2 separate regions of the Sus scrofa genome follow, and region 2 is linked to region 1. Evidence: chromatin contacts called from public Hi-C data. All regions are on one chromosome and are shown on one strand. The core of a region is the stretch at or near the end of the contact, and the rest is flanking DNA. Distances in the headings are between cores, read along the strand shown.

Region 1 (5,957 bases), core at 2,821-5,320:
CGTCGGGTCCTCTGCCTCGGGTCTAGGCGTGCGCGCTCCCCCACGTGTCCCCAGCGTCCCCTCCACCAGGCAGGCGGGGTACCTGCTGCGCAGACAGGTGGCAGCAGACAGGTGGCACCGTGACTCACCCAGCCCCGCCCCGGGAGGGGCCGTGGAAAGCGGGGGGGGGGGGGGGGGGGGGGGGGGCGCAGCCGCCCAGTTAGGCCTCCACCCACCTCCCACCAGCACCCCCCCCCACTTGGATGCTGGGCTTAAGAAATGATTTCACCCTAGGCGTCTGCCCACCAGTTGGAGCCCCGTCTTCCTCCTCAAAACCTGCGTCACCCGTGTTCCCTGATGTCGGGACCAAGGCTTCTCCTGTGAGCCGGGCCTCCAACCCTGGGACATGTCTCCCGGCTAACATTCTTCAGCAGCAAACGGCAGGCTCGGCACTGCTCCCAACACCGAAAACCCCTTGCCTTTCCCTTGGTCCTTGGCCGGAGGATGAGACAGGGCAAAACCCCCTGCATCCACTTGTTTAGAGGCAGGAATTGAGGGCCAGGGGGGAGGAGGGAACTGATGGGGGTCGCTCGAGGTCAGAGCGACGTTACCAGGCTCGTAACTTTGGTCTCGGTGCTTCTGTGCTCTTTCCAAGCATCGGCCGCCTTTCGGCAGCAAAGCCAATTTTGTTTGTATTTCAGAGCAAAGGTTAACCCACCAGGGAGGTGCCAGGGAACACAGCTTTGACGCTGTGACTTCACCTTTACTAGAAATGGGAGCGAGCCAAGGAGAGGGTCCCTGAAACCTGATGCCGCAATGTGGTCAGAAAGAGGCACAGAGCCAGACAGGCCCAGAGTCAAAAGCAAAGTTAATGTCCTGAACTAAAATGCTAACGGGGGCAAGCTGGGGCGAGCCGAGCACCACAGAATTTTCTAGAGTCGTTTAGTGAATGGAGCGGAGCCGGTTAGTTCCCTATATTGCGTAAGAGCTGACTCGAAAGGGCTCACAAATCCGACACTGTGGCTGGCAGCCAGCTTGTCTTCTCAAAAGCGCACCATTCCGAACCCAGGAGGTGAGTGCGGCAGGCCGGCCTTCAGAGGCCGTCTCCTTGCTGCTTTAAGAGCGGCAGCACCGTTTTCCACCCGACGTGACGTGCTAATTATACCAGGCGAACCTTTTCCTGCAGAGACAGTCAACTCAGGGAGAGGGGTGGTTGAGAGTGGGAGGCAGAAAATCCTGATTTTGAGCTTGAGGGAGTTTCCGGCACCAGATCTAGAGCTGCACATCTGGAGAGGGAAGGAGGAAGGTGAGAGCCACGAGAAAACGACGCACGGCCTCTGGTGGGCTCAGGAGCCTTCCGCTCTCCGGAAGCTTCTCCGCTCATGGGCGTCCAACCTGCGGCCATATCGTGAAACCGCTCTTCCTAGTTCTGGAAGCTCCTTTAGGGCAACAGCCTTAGAGAAAGGAGGCTGCCACGGTGCGACACTGAGGGAAGTCTGGTTGGAGCTGTTCCCTGAGTTTCAGGAAAAGAGCTCTAAGGGATGTGGGCGTATCTCCTGGGAAGAATGCAAAGAATTGAGGGAGTCCAACAACAAAACTCCTGGTTTCTTATACTCTTGGGAACAGTTCTTCTCGACTTACACCTGAATTAAAATGCGAAATGGGATAGTTCTGACTCCTGTCAAGGCAGGTGTACATAGCATTTATCAATGTACACATGAACGTGTGTTTAAAACATCTATCGCAATAAATAAAACCTAATGCTTCTTATTGTTATCAAACTGTGTAATGTCCTTATGTGGTCTTGATCAATGAGCTATAACTGTGACGGCAACTCTAGCCAGAAGAAATAACCCTTCAAGGTTTAGGGTCACAAGAACTTAAAAAATCCAAATTGCAGTTCAGCGCCTATTCTGGTTTCAAAGAGCTCCAGGGGCAACCACGGAACGACAGGAAGGCAAGAAGCTGAAGGCACCTGTGATTAAATCCTGGGTGTGGAAGGAGGGGTTCAGAGAGAACAAGGAGTGGACACACGTTTTCTCCAAAGGACAGTGGTGAGCAGAGCTGCTTCAGAAGGGTGTGCGCCCCCATTTCTCACTCGTGCCACCAGCTTCCTCGAGCTGCTGACACCGAACCCGTGGGCACCTGGTGGAGAACGTGGAAGGGCATCTCTGGCACAGACCTGCGTGGAAGCCCGACGGCACAGGACCTGTGTATGTGGAGGGCAGGGTGTTGGCATGGAGACCGGCGCCGGGGGTGCTGGCCAAGAGATGAGGCTGAATAGCTGGGTGAGCAGGGGACGCATCGTGGAGCGTGCCATTATCCGGAGGTACCGGGGAGAGGCAGTGGCGCTCTCGGAAGGATGGTACACTTTCGCTCGAGGCAAGGAGCTGTTTCAGAGGCTCTACAAGAGTTCAGAGGAGAGATGATGGCCACATTTAGGTGGAGCCAGTGAGGGAAATGCGGAGATGGACTTGACCGATAAGTCAAAGGCGCTAGAGCTCCCTTGTGGCACAAGGGGTTAAGGACCTGGCCTTGGCACTGTGGCGCAGGTTTGATCCCTAGCCCCAGAATTTCTGCATGTGCAGGGGGCAGGGAAGGATGGCTCCTGCTGTCCTGCTTGGGAGATTCCGTTCTTCGGGAGAGAATGAGAGCAGGAAGAACATGTTTAAGGAGGCAAAACAGTAGCTTCATTTACAGACACAGCGCGTCAACCCTGACACTTGGCAATGCTTGCATCTTGGACCTCAGGTTGCCCAAAAGCCAGAGGTGAGCGTTTAATCACACACTAGATGCCACAAATCACTAGGCACATGTTGCCAAAGTAACAAGCCACCTTCCTTGTGGGCTCTGAAGCCCACAACAAACAGATCCAAACAAACTTTTCAAGTCACAGCCCATGGTCTCTGGCAAAGAAGGGATGGCAAGGTTCGAGAGCAACATGCAAGCGGAAGAAAGCGCCTCCGTTTTCAGGTCTGCTTAAGGGCCAGCAGGGCTTGGAGGAAGCCGAATAACTTAAAGTAATCGGATTTAGGCCCACAACACCGACCTACTGATAATGTACACACATACGCACCCCGGATTAAGTATCAGTGAAATTCTTTGTACAGTGGGGGAGATTATAATTCCATTTTCAAGAAGCTGACTCTGGAGAGCTCTTTCTGATCTCTTTTTTTTTTTTAGAGTGGCGCCCATGGAGGTTCCCAGGCTAGGGGATGAAAGGGAGCTGTAGCCGCTGGCCTACACCGCAGCCACAGCAACTCGGGATCCGAGCCGTGCCTGCGATCTACAGCACAGCTCACGGCAACGCCAGATCCTTAACCCACTGAGCAAGGGCAGGGATTGAACCCGCAACCTCATGGTTCCTAGTTGGATTCATTAACCACTGCGCCACGACAGGAACTCCAGAACCATTTAAAAGTTTTGAATCTAAAATCATGCAGTTCTCTTGGGGTGCAGTGGGCCAGGGATCTGGCATTGTTGCTGCTGTGGCATGGGCTGGATGGGTCCCTGGCTCAGGAATTTCCACATGCCACTGGCATGGGAAAAAAAAAAAAAAAAAAATCATTGGCCGGTAGACAAGTAGTTTCTTTTTTTTTTTTTGCAAAGGGCCAAGATAGATGTTGCCTGGCAACAGATTTTGAGAGCAAGTGTAGGCTTTAATTGACCACAAATCCAATGAATCAACAGCATTCTATTGCTGAAAGACAACCACTATTATCCTGGGCTAGGTTAACAGTCAAAAGCGATTTTACCCACCACCTGCTCGTACTAGACGATGAACACGGGGGAAAGGCTTGGGCTGAAACTAAAAGGAACTCCTTTTCCAGCAGGCTGGAGAGCCGTTTCTCCCTTATCACTCTGTCGCCATGGAGACAGAGCCCCCACAGAGGTCAAACGGCTGCGGGTCACTTATGGGCAAGCTGCAATGCTAAACCCTCGGCAGAGAGGCACATTATTTCTTGCTGTGTTTATGTGTTTCCTAGCAACGGTGACGTCATGGCTTGTTTTCCTATGGGACCAGCCCTGAACGAGGCAGGGGCCTGTGCCAGAGGAGCCATCAGAGTGTGTGGGCTCCAGGCTCTGCCCTCCTGGAAGACGGCGCCTGGACACGGCGGCGCGGGGCTCAGAGGCCACTCTCCGACACACCTCACTTCCTCTACCGCCGCGCCTGCCAAGAACGTGTCCTTACACTGATGAGCCTCCTTTCTGACAGACAGGCCTGACTGTCCTGGCCAGTGGTCTGTGGAAAAAAAAAAAAAGACAGCGATACACCTCAGTCCTGCTGAGAAAGTTCACCGCTGGTGCTGCTGCTCCAGCAGCCCGGAGGGACGAGGACCGAGGGCTCCTCCACTCACACGGAGAGGTTTTTTGGTGCATGATGCCATTTTTCTGGAGTTTGCCCACTGCGGCCATCGGCACCAAGCACCTGGACTGGCACGGCCTCCTTCTTCCTCTCTCCGAGCAACAGGGGACTTTCTGGATGTCCTCTCTTGTGACTTCTCCCATCTTTCTTCAGTAGTTCTTTTTTTTTTCCCCCCCAATGACGTTTTTTTAAAGGCCGCACTCACAGGATATGGAAGTTCCCAGGCCACTGATCACATTGGAGCTGCCGCTGCTGGCCTAGGTCACAACCCAGCAACGCCAGATGTGAGCTGCTCCGCAACCTACCCCACAGCTCACAGCAGCGCAGATCCTTAACCCACTGAGTGAGGTCAGGGGTTGAACCCACGTCCTCATGGATACTAGTGGGATTCTTAACCCGCTGACCTCGATGGGAACTCCCCGTCATTCTTCATCCTTGCATCGTCCCAGGGTTCTCTCTGTTCAACCCTATTCTCACCCAGAGCAAAACTGGGTCTGGAAAAATGCACCGACTCCCGGAGTTCTGACCATCATCTGTGTAGTGCTAACTCCTAAATCAGCATCTCACGCCTTAAAATTTATTCAAAATGTGTGTGTGTGTGCGGGGGGTGGAGGGGTCAGGTGGGGTGGCTTCACAGAATTCTCTATTGGTTTATAGAGAATGTGAAGTCCTATTAAGATATGTAAATCAGACCTCTCCCCTAAATTAGCATTTTTTCCGGTTTCCAACCTCAGCCACCTAAAAAGCAATTTTCACTCAAGACCTGAGAGGACAGAGAAAATGAACTTCATTCTCCGGAGCGAGTGGCCCATTGATAAGCGGACTGGGGCAGTGGGAAAGCCCTGGCACGTAAGGCTTCCACCTGCCCCCCACAGGGGGTCACCATATGTGGTGCTGGCAAGAGTGCCGTTTCCTACATGCTGTTTCTGACCTCACACTCACAACCACCAGCAGGCGACAACCCGGTGACTGCTCCGCTTTTGCAGATGAGGAAACACAGAACTCAGGCTCCTCCCCAGTTCAGCCTGGCCCCCACGGGTCTCATCTCTTGCCAGTGTTCAAACCTCAGGGAGCGTGGGGGCACCTCGGGGTCTTCTTACAACACCCGAGCTTCACTCAGGACGGAGCAGCGTCTAAGAATTCACATTGCTAGCAAGCTCCCAGCTGCTGCTGTGGCTGCTGGCCTTGAACTCCACCTGGGAGTCACTGCCCTGTGCCCAGAGGCCTCTTTAGCGACAAAAGGTCCGGGCTGGCTTCCCTCCGAGCTCTGCCGGTCTTCGGCTGTGACCTTGAACAGGGGTTATTAATCCTCAGGAAGATCAGTTTCAAGATTCAGGGACCTTGTTTATTTGCCGTGTCCTGCGACTCTCTGTTCATCCATCTTAGCCTGTTTCTCCACCTTGTCCTCATGCCGCTCCATGTATAGTATCTTCGGACCAAAAAAAAGAGCCGAGGACCTCCAGGTTTTGAAGCAGCAAAATCCCCACACTAGGCTTAATATTCTGCTGGCTGACAACGCACAGAATGAAATCATGTCCTTTCCTTCCTAATGTTTGGTTGTAAACAGCGCATTTTCCTCTGGAGATGCAAACTGCAGACAAGCAGCGTTTTA
Region 2 (5,643 bases), core at 816-3,315, 56 kb after region 1:
TCACCTCGCATCTGCGGCGGCGATCGCAAGCCCGCCGCCGTCACGCCAGCCCCCTCCGTGAACCCCACCACTGCCTGCAGCCCGATCCCGGCTTTTCAAAGGCTTGAGCCGCTCAGGGCTGCCGCCGGGGCGTCGAGGAAGCCTCAGGCGTGAACCCGGCAGAGGCGAGGGCAGGGGCGTGCGGTTGAGTCACGTCGCTCCGCCATTTTCTAAGCGGAGCAGGAAGACATGTTGGAACAAAACACAACAAAAGAGCAGCCATTTCCCAGGCCGGCTCCGCCAGCCCGAGCCGGCGGGCCCCGCCGCCCGCAGCCTCAGGCCCTCGCCGGGCAATCCCAGCAGCCTCGGAGGAGCCGACCGGGAGACGGCAGCAGGCACCCCTTCCGCGTCGGGATCAAAGATGGGCCGCGCACTTTCAAAACCGCGGCCAGACGGACGGACGCTAAGCGGAGCAGGGTGCGCAAACCGAAACGCGGCCTAAGTTGGCAAAGGACGATCTGCTCGGGGACTGGGGTGACTTACGGTCCACGGAGACCCCGGCCACTCAGACCTCAAGAGCCGGATCCAGCTGGTCCCGTCCCCGCCGCTCCCACATCCCCCTTTCGGGTACCTCCCCGGGAGGAGCGCCGTCTGCCCACGGACTCTTACCGTATGTGGGGGATGCCGACCCCACCTTGAAGAATCTTATAGAGTTTGCTCTCGTACAGCAACTGGGGATGCCTGGCCTTCTGAGATTCTAGCTTCACTGCCACTTCCTGCGGGGGAGAGGGAATGATGCCATCAACATCCTTACGGACTCAATGTCACTCGGAAAGGACGGGGCGACGTGAGCAAAGCCCCAACTCTCCCGGCAGTAGAGCCAGGAGGAGAAAGCTCTCTTTGTAATTACAAAACGAGGCATCCAGCCTCAAAGGCCTCTTCAGGGGGCAGTGACGAAAGCGGCACGTCCTCTAAAGTGCAGGAAAATGATTCATCCAGAAAACGTAAAGAGAGGTCCTGAAGAAGCCAGGCGATCGGAAGCTGCGCTAATTGGAACAAGAACCCCAGGAGAATTCAATAGGGAGAGAGCGAAGCATAGGGATTCTGCCGTTCTCACCTTAGAGGATGGGTTTAAAAGTCCGAGTAAGGTGGGAAACTCCACAGTACCCCAACGTCTGCCTCGCTTCTTTCCCTTTTAGGGAAGGACAGCGGTGGAGGTTCCCAGGCCGGGAGAGCCGGCTCCCTCTGGACTTCCCGGGGCGCGCGCGCGGGGGGCAAAGGCCCGAGCCGCTGGGGGGGGGGGGCAGGCGCGGTCGGGAACCCCACCCCGGGGGATTACCTCGCCGTTGGTGATGTTGATCGCCAGGTAAATGTCCCCGAAGGAGCCAGAGCCGATCTTCCGCACCAGTTTGTACTTCCCTCCGACAATGAACTCGGCCTTGGAGCCGCTGCTGCTCGCCATCCTGGGAGAAGATGGAGGCTGGGGCCAAGCCCCGACACCTCTAGGGGACGACGGAGGCCTCTAGCGCTCGTCCGCGGAGCGCGGCAGGAACCGGGGGGCGCTGGCTCCTTCTCGGCGCTACAGGCCCGGAACCGGCCAGGCGGACCCGGATCTCCGCGGCTGTCAGGCTTCCTCCGGCCAGGCCGCAGGCTGCCGAGGCGGTGCTCGCGGTTGCCGGGCCGGGCCACTTGTTCCTGGCGGCCGCCGCTGCCTCGCTCTCGCGGCGACGTCGCCGGCTGGAAAAGGGGCGCGGTGAGTTAGGGCGGCGATCCCGCTGCCCCCGCTGCCGCCAGCTCCCGCCCGGAGGGACCCCTGTCACTCCGCCGACGCCGCCATCTTGTTGCTCCGGCTCCAGCCAACACAAAATGCCCCCAGTCCCCGGGAGCCGCTTCTTCACGGCGCGGAGCACGCTGGGAAAGGGATCGCGGGCGCCAGCCCCGAGGGTCGACGGCGAGAGGGAGGGCGGAACCGGATCCGTGAGAGTCGCGGCCCACGCTCCGAGCGTCCCCCGTCACCGCCCAAGCGCGCAGGCGCACTGCCGCGCCGCGGACTGCGCAGGCGTGCCGCGCCCGCCCCGCGCCCCGCCCCGCGCCCGCTTCCACTTCCGGTCGCCCGCTGCTCCTCCGCGGCTGCCTGTTAGTCACCTCAGACCCGCCTGCTCGGTGAGGGGCCGCGCGGCCCAGGCCTCGAGACGTGTTAGGGAGGAGTCACTGCAGTGCTCGTGGGAGGGGATGCGTCAGGCCTCCCGGGGAGTTGGGTACCGACCTTTGCTCTTGGTCGGAGGCGGTTTTCACCCTTTCGCTCTTTGCGGGGCTCCGGCCGATCTCCGCTGTGGCGGAGCTGTCGCCTCCGGTGGAGAGCGGGAGACGAGCAGCCGCGCTCGGGGCTCCCGCGGCGCAGCCCGGCGGCTCTGGCCGCCCAGGGTTTCGGAGGGCTGGAGGCCCGCTCTCCCCTCCCGGGAAGAGGGGCGCAGGCGCCAGCCCTGCTGCTCTGGGGCTTCGGGTTGCTTCCCGCTGACGCTGTTTGATCCCGGAGGAAAACCCCAATATCCAAGTCATGGGTAGTGGCACGTACGTGGTCGATAGAAAGTAAGATCTGCAGCCGGGGGAAAACGAAAGTTATCCCCCTCCCAAATGCCTTGAAACACCCTATCCTGGTCGTGTGGGAAAATGAGCTGTTGACCCCAGAAACACAGGATAAAAATGACCATTAGACCATAAGATTGGCAGCGTTTAAAACTCTACACAGTAAAAACTTTTACTGAAATTGGACAGGAGTTCCCGTGGTGGCGCAGCCGAAACGAATCCGAGTAGGAACTATGAGGTTATGAGGTTGCGAGTTTGATCCCTGGCCTCGCTCAGTGGGTTAAGGATCCGGCGTGGCTGTGGTGCAGGCCGGCAGCTACAGCTCCGATCGACCCCTAGCCTGCGAACCTCCACATGCAACAGGTCCGGCCCTAAAACAAACAAAAACATTGAACAGAGTCACCTCTTGACCACATTTTGGGTTACAAAATTTGACCTCAGACGGTTGGGCTTAGTGGTGATGATCCCAGGAGAAATGTCCATGTTGCTGTCATCTGCAGTCTGAGTCAAACGCTGACGAATGAGTGAATCAAAGCCTCAGTTGTGAAAGTGCAAAAGCGGCATTATTTTACTATCCCAAGTAAAAGAATGTCATTAAAACAGGAAAAAAATGTACCTCAACTGCAACTTTGAAAGCTGATCAAGTAGTTAGTAATGGAGTTCATCCTGAAAGATATCTTGACTAGGATTTCTCCATGTTACTTTATTTCTGGCTTAAATATTTGTATTCATAAAGCTTTAACCTAAATGTCTTGAATTTGAGAACAGAGGGAAAGAGACTTCTAAGGTTTAAGGTGAAGTTTTGAGGTGCTAACAAAACCCAGGCCCCCTGACCCCCAAAAGGACAGTCTTCACTGGTGACTCCAAAGTGTGTCCGACCTAGTTAAAACTCTCTGCCGTTCGATTTTCTTTTGTTAAAAAAAGTTGGGGTTTCCTTTTGATGCAGCAGGTTAAGGAGGCAGTGTCACTGCTGCGGCTCAGGTTCAGTCCCTGGACTGAAACCTTCTGCATGCTGGGGCTGAGCAGAAAAAAATCAGTTTTAAGTATCTTGAAGTTTCCAGGTTTCCAGAGATAGTGACTGTTCTGCTGATTTTCTACTATAGCTACCCCAAATTTGACGGATCCCTCAGCTTAAGGAGTTCACCGTAAGGGGTGAGGTGTACATTTAAAGGGTTTTTTTTTTTTTTTTTTTGGTTGGAGCTCCCTTTGTGGCTCAGCAGTTAATGAACCCAACTAGGATCTATGAAGATGTAGGTTTGATCCCTGGCCTCGCTCAGTGGGTTAAGGATTTGGCTTTGCCATGAGCTGTGGGGTAGGTCACAGAAGTGTCTCGGATCCTTTGTTGCTGTGGCTGTAGTGTAGTCCAGTGGCTGCAGCTCCAATTGGACCTCTAGCCTGGGAACTTCCATATGCTATGGATGCGGCCCTAAAAAGACAAAAAATAACTAAATAAAATAAAACAAACCACAGTGCTTATCCAAGAAAAGGTCACTAGTAGACAGGGTGTCTTTTGAGTAAAATGATTAAGGACAAGCACAAGAGATACAGACGGGTGTAGTAATGGAGAAAATAAAAACACAAGGGTGGCCTGCCCATCTCTAGAGTTGTTTGGTACAAATAAGTAGAAAAATGGAATGACTTGGGATATGTCAAACACTCTCTCAGGTCTTTGTTACCCAGCTTTGTGCATAATCAGTAGCAGATAAGTGAGTTAATGGAGTAATTGAAAACATGAGAACATCAGAAATGTTCTGTTGGGAGTTCCGGTCGTGGTGCAGTGGAAACGAATCTGACTAGTATCCATGAGGATGCAGGTTTGATCCCTGACATCACTCAGTGGGTTAAGGATCTGGCATTGTCGTGAGGGGTGGTGTAGGTCGAAGACACAGCTTGGATCTGGCATTGTTGTGGCTGTGGTGTAGGCCAGTGGCTACAGCTCTGATTTGCCCCCTAGCCTGGGAACCTCCATATGGCTCCGGTATGGCCCTAAAAAGACAAAAAAAAAAAAAAAAAAAGAATGTCCTACTCCATTTGATCTTGGCAAAGCCCAACACCACTGCAAAAAGACTACGCAATGAGCAGAACCCAGGGCCCGATTTGGGGGCGGGGGGAGAAGACCTCTAGATTGTAGGCCCCTAGTCCACAAAGCAAAAAAAGTTAAATTGTATTTAGAGAGCCTTTTAGAGTTCATAAAGTAATCTGTGATAATCCATTCGGTCTTTCTTCTAGTTTTGGACAGTGACAGCAATTTCTGTGTTCCCTTCGTGTCTTGTCTCTGTTCTCCCCCTCTGCATTATTCACAGGGTTTTGTGAAAGTGTATTGCATCTGTGATAGCAACTTCAAACACTTCTGAGACATTCTACGAACATTTCTTACGTTTTATATTGTCATTAACCCTAAATTTATTTTGATTAATTTAATTATTTGGAAATGTCTTCCTTTTGACCTGTACAGCTTCAGGATTCTTAAGATTGATAGGTTCTGTATGTATACTACCCAATGAACTTTTAATAATCCTTTACACACGTAAAATGGTGACCTCTCTTTTCCTTACAAAAGTGACAAGGAAACAATACTGGAGTAATGGATATTTATTTTATTCTTTTTTTGTCCTTTTTTAGGACTGCACCCTTGACATGGATGCAGGCTAGGGGTCTAATCAGAACTACAGCTGCTGGCCTACACCACAGCCACAGCAACGCCAGATCCTTAACCCACTGAGCGAGGCCAGGGATTGAACCTGTGTCCTCCTGGAAACTAATCAGATTTGTTTCCGCTGAGCCACGACAGGAACTCCTGTTTTATTCTGAAAAAGTAGTTTGAGATGGGAAAGGAGAACCCAGATTGTCCCTTCATTTGGGTACTTAAGGGGTAGGTTCAATAGTGTAATGAAATGTATCCTGATCCAAGTATTCAGAAAAGCTGACTATTACTTGTGACTCTACCTTAAGTATTTTACGAGGTTTCAGTGGTGTAATCTTTTAAAAAAGAAGTGAGATTCTAAACTAAAGTTTCTTACAGCTTTAGAAAATATTAATGGTATTTACTGAAGATGACTCCTGTGTTTTTAAATAGAA

What was found. Hi-C and Micro-C count contacts between places; a contact is called where the count stands out from the background.
Region 2: a contact with region 1 is called in a Hi-C map of skeletal muscle, with 4 times the contacts expected there. The contact joins the promoter of ARHGEF37 here to the enhancer-like site in region 1. A contact is called at or near these places in 5 of 5 promoter capture datasets (fetal liver, fetal skeletal muscle, liver and 1 more), 24 of 47 Hi-C or Micro-C datasets (adipose tissue, alveolar macrophages, brain and 11 more) and 2 of 2 datasets of contacts at active chromatin or transcription factors (alveolar macrophages and skeletal muscle).

The regions. Positions count from the first base shown.
Region 1 is chr2:150,602,226-150,608,182 of Sscrofa11.1, forward strand. No RefSeq gene overlaps it. Among named protein-coding and RNA genes, the nearest start is that of IL17B, 22 kb to the left of the region's middle. Within about 2 kb of position 4,071, at least 63 of the 83 cell types and tissues checked have an H3K27ac peak or open chromatin away from gene starts, as enhancers often do. A contact at or near this core is called in adipose tissue, alveolar macrophages, brain and 10 more, where this site is marked.
Region 2 is chr2:150,660,405-150,666,047 of Sscrofa11.1, forward strand. ARHGEF37 (rho guanine nucleotide exchange factor 37) reads left to right here and starts at 2,066. Exons shown (of 13, transcript XM_003124090.6): 1 at 2,066-2,142. It overlaps CSNK1A1 (casein kinase I), which reads right to left and starts at 2,027. Exons shown (of 10, transcript XM_003124088.3): 1 at 1,319-2,027; 2 at 649-755. The coding sequence starts at 1,441.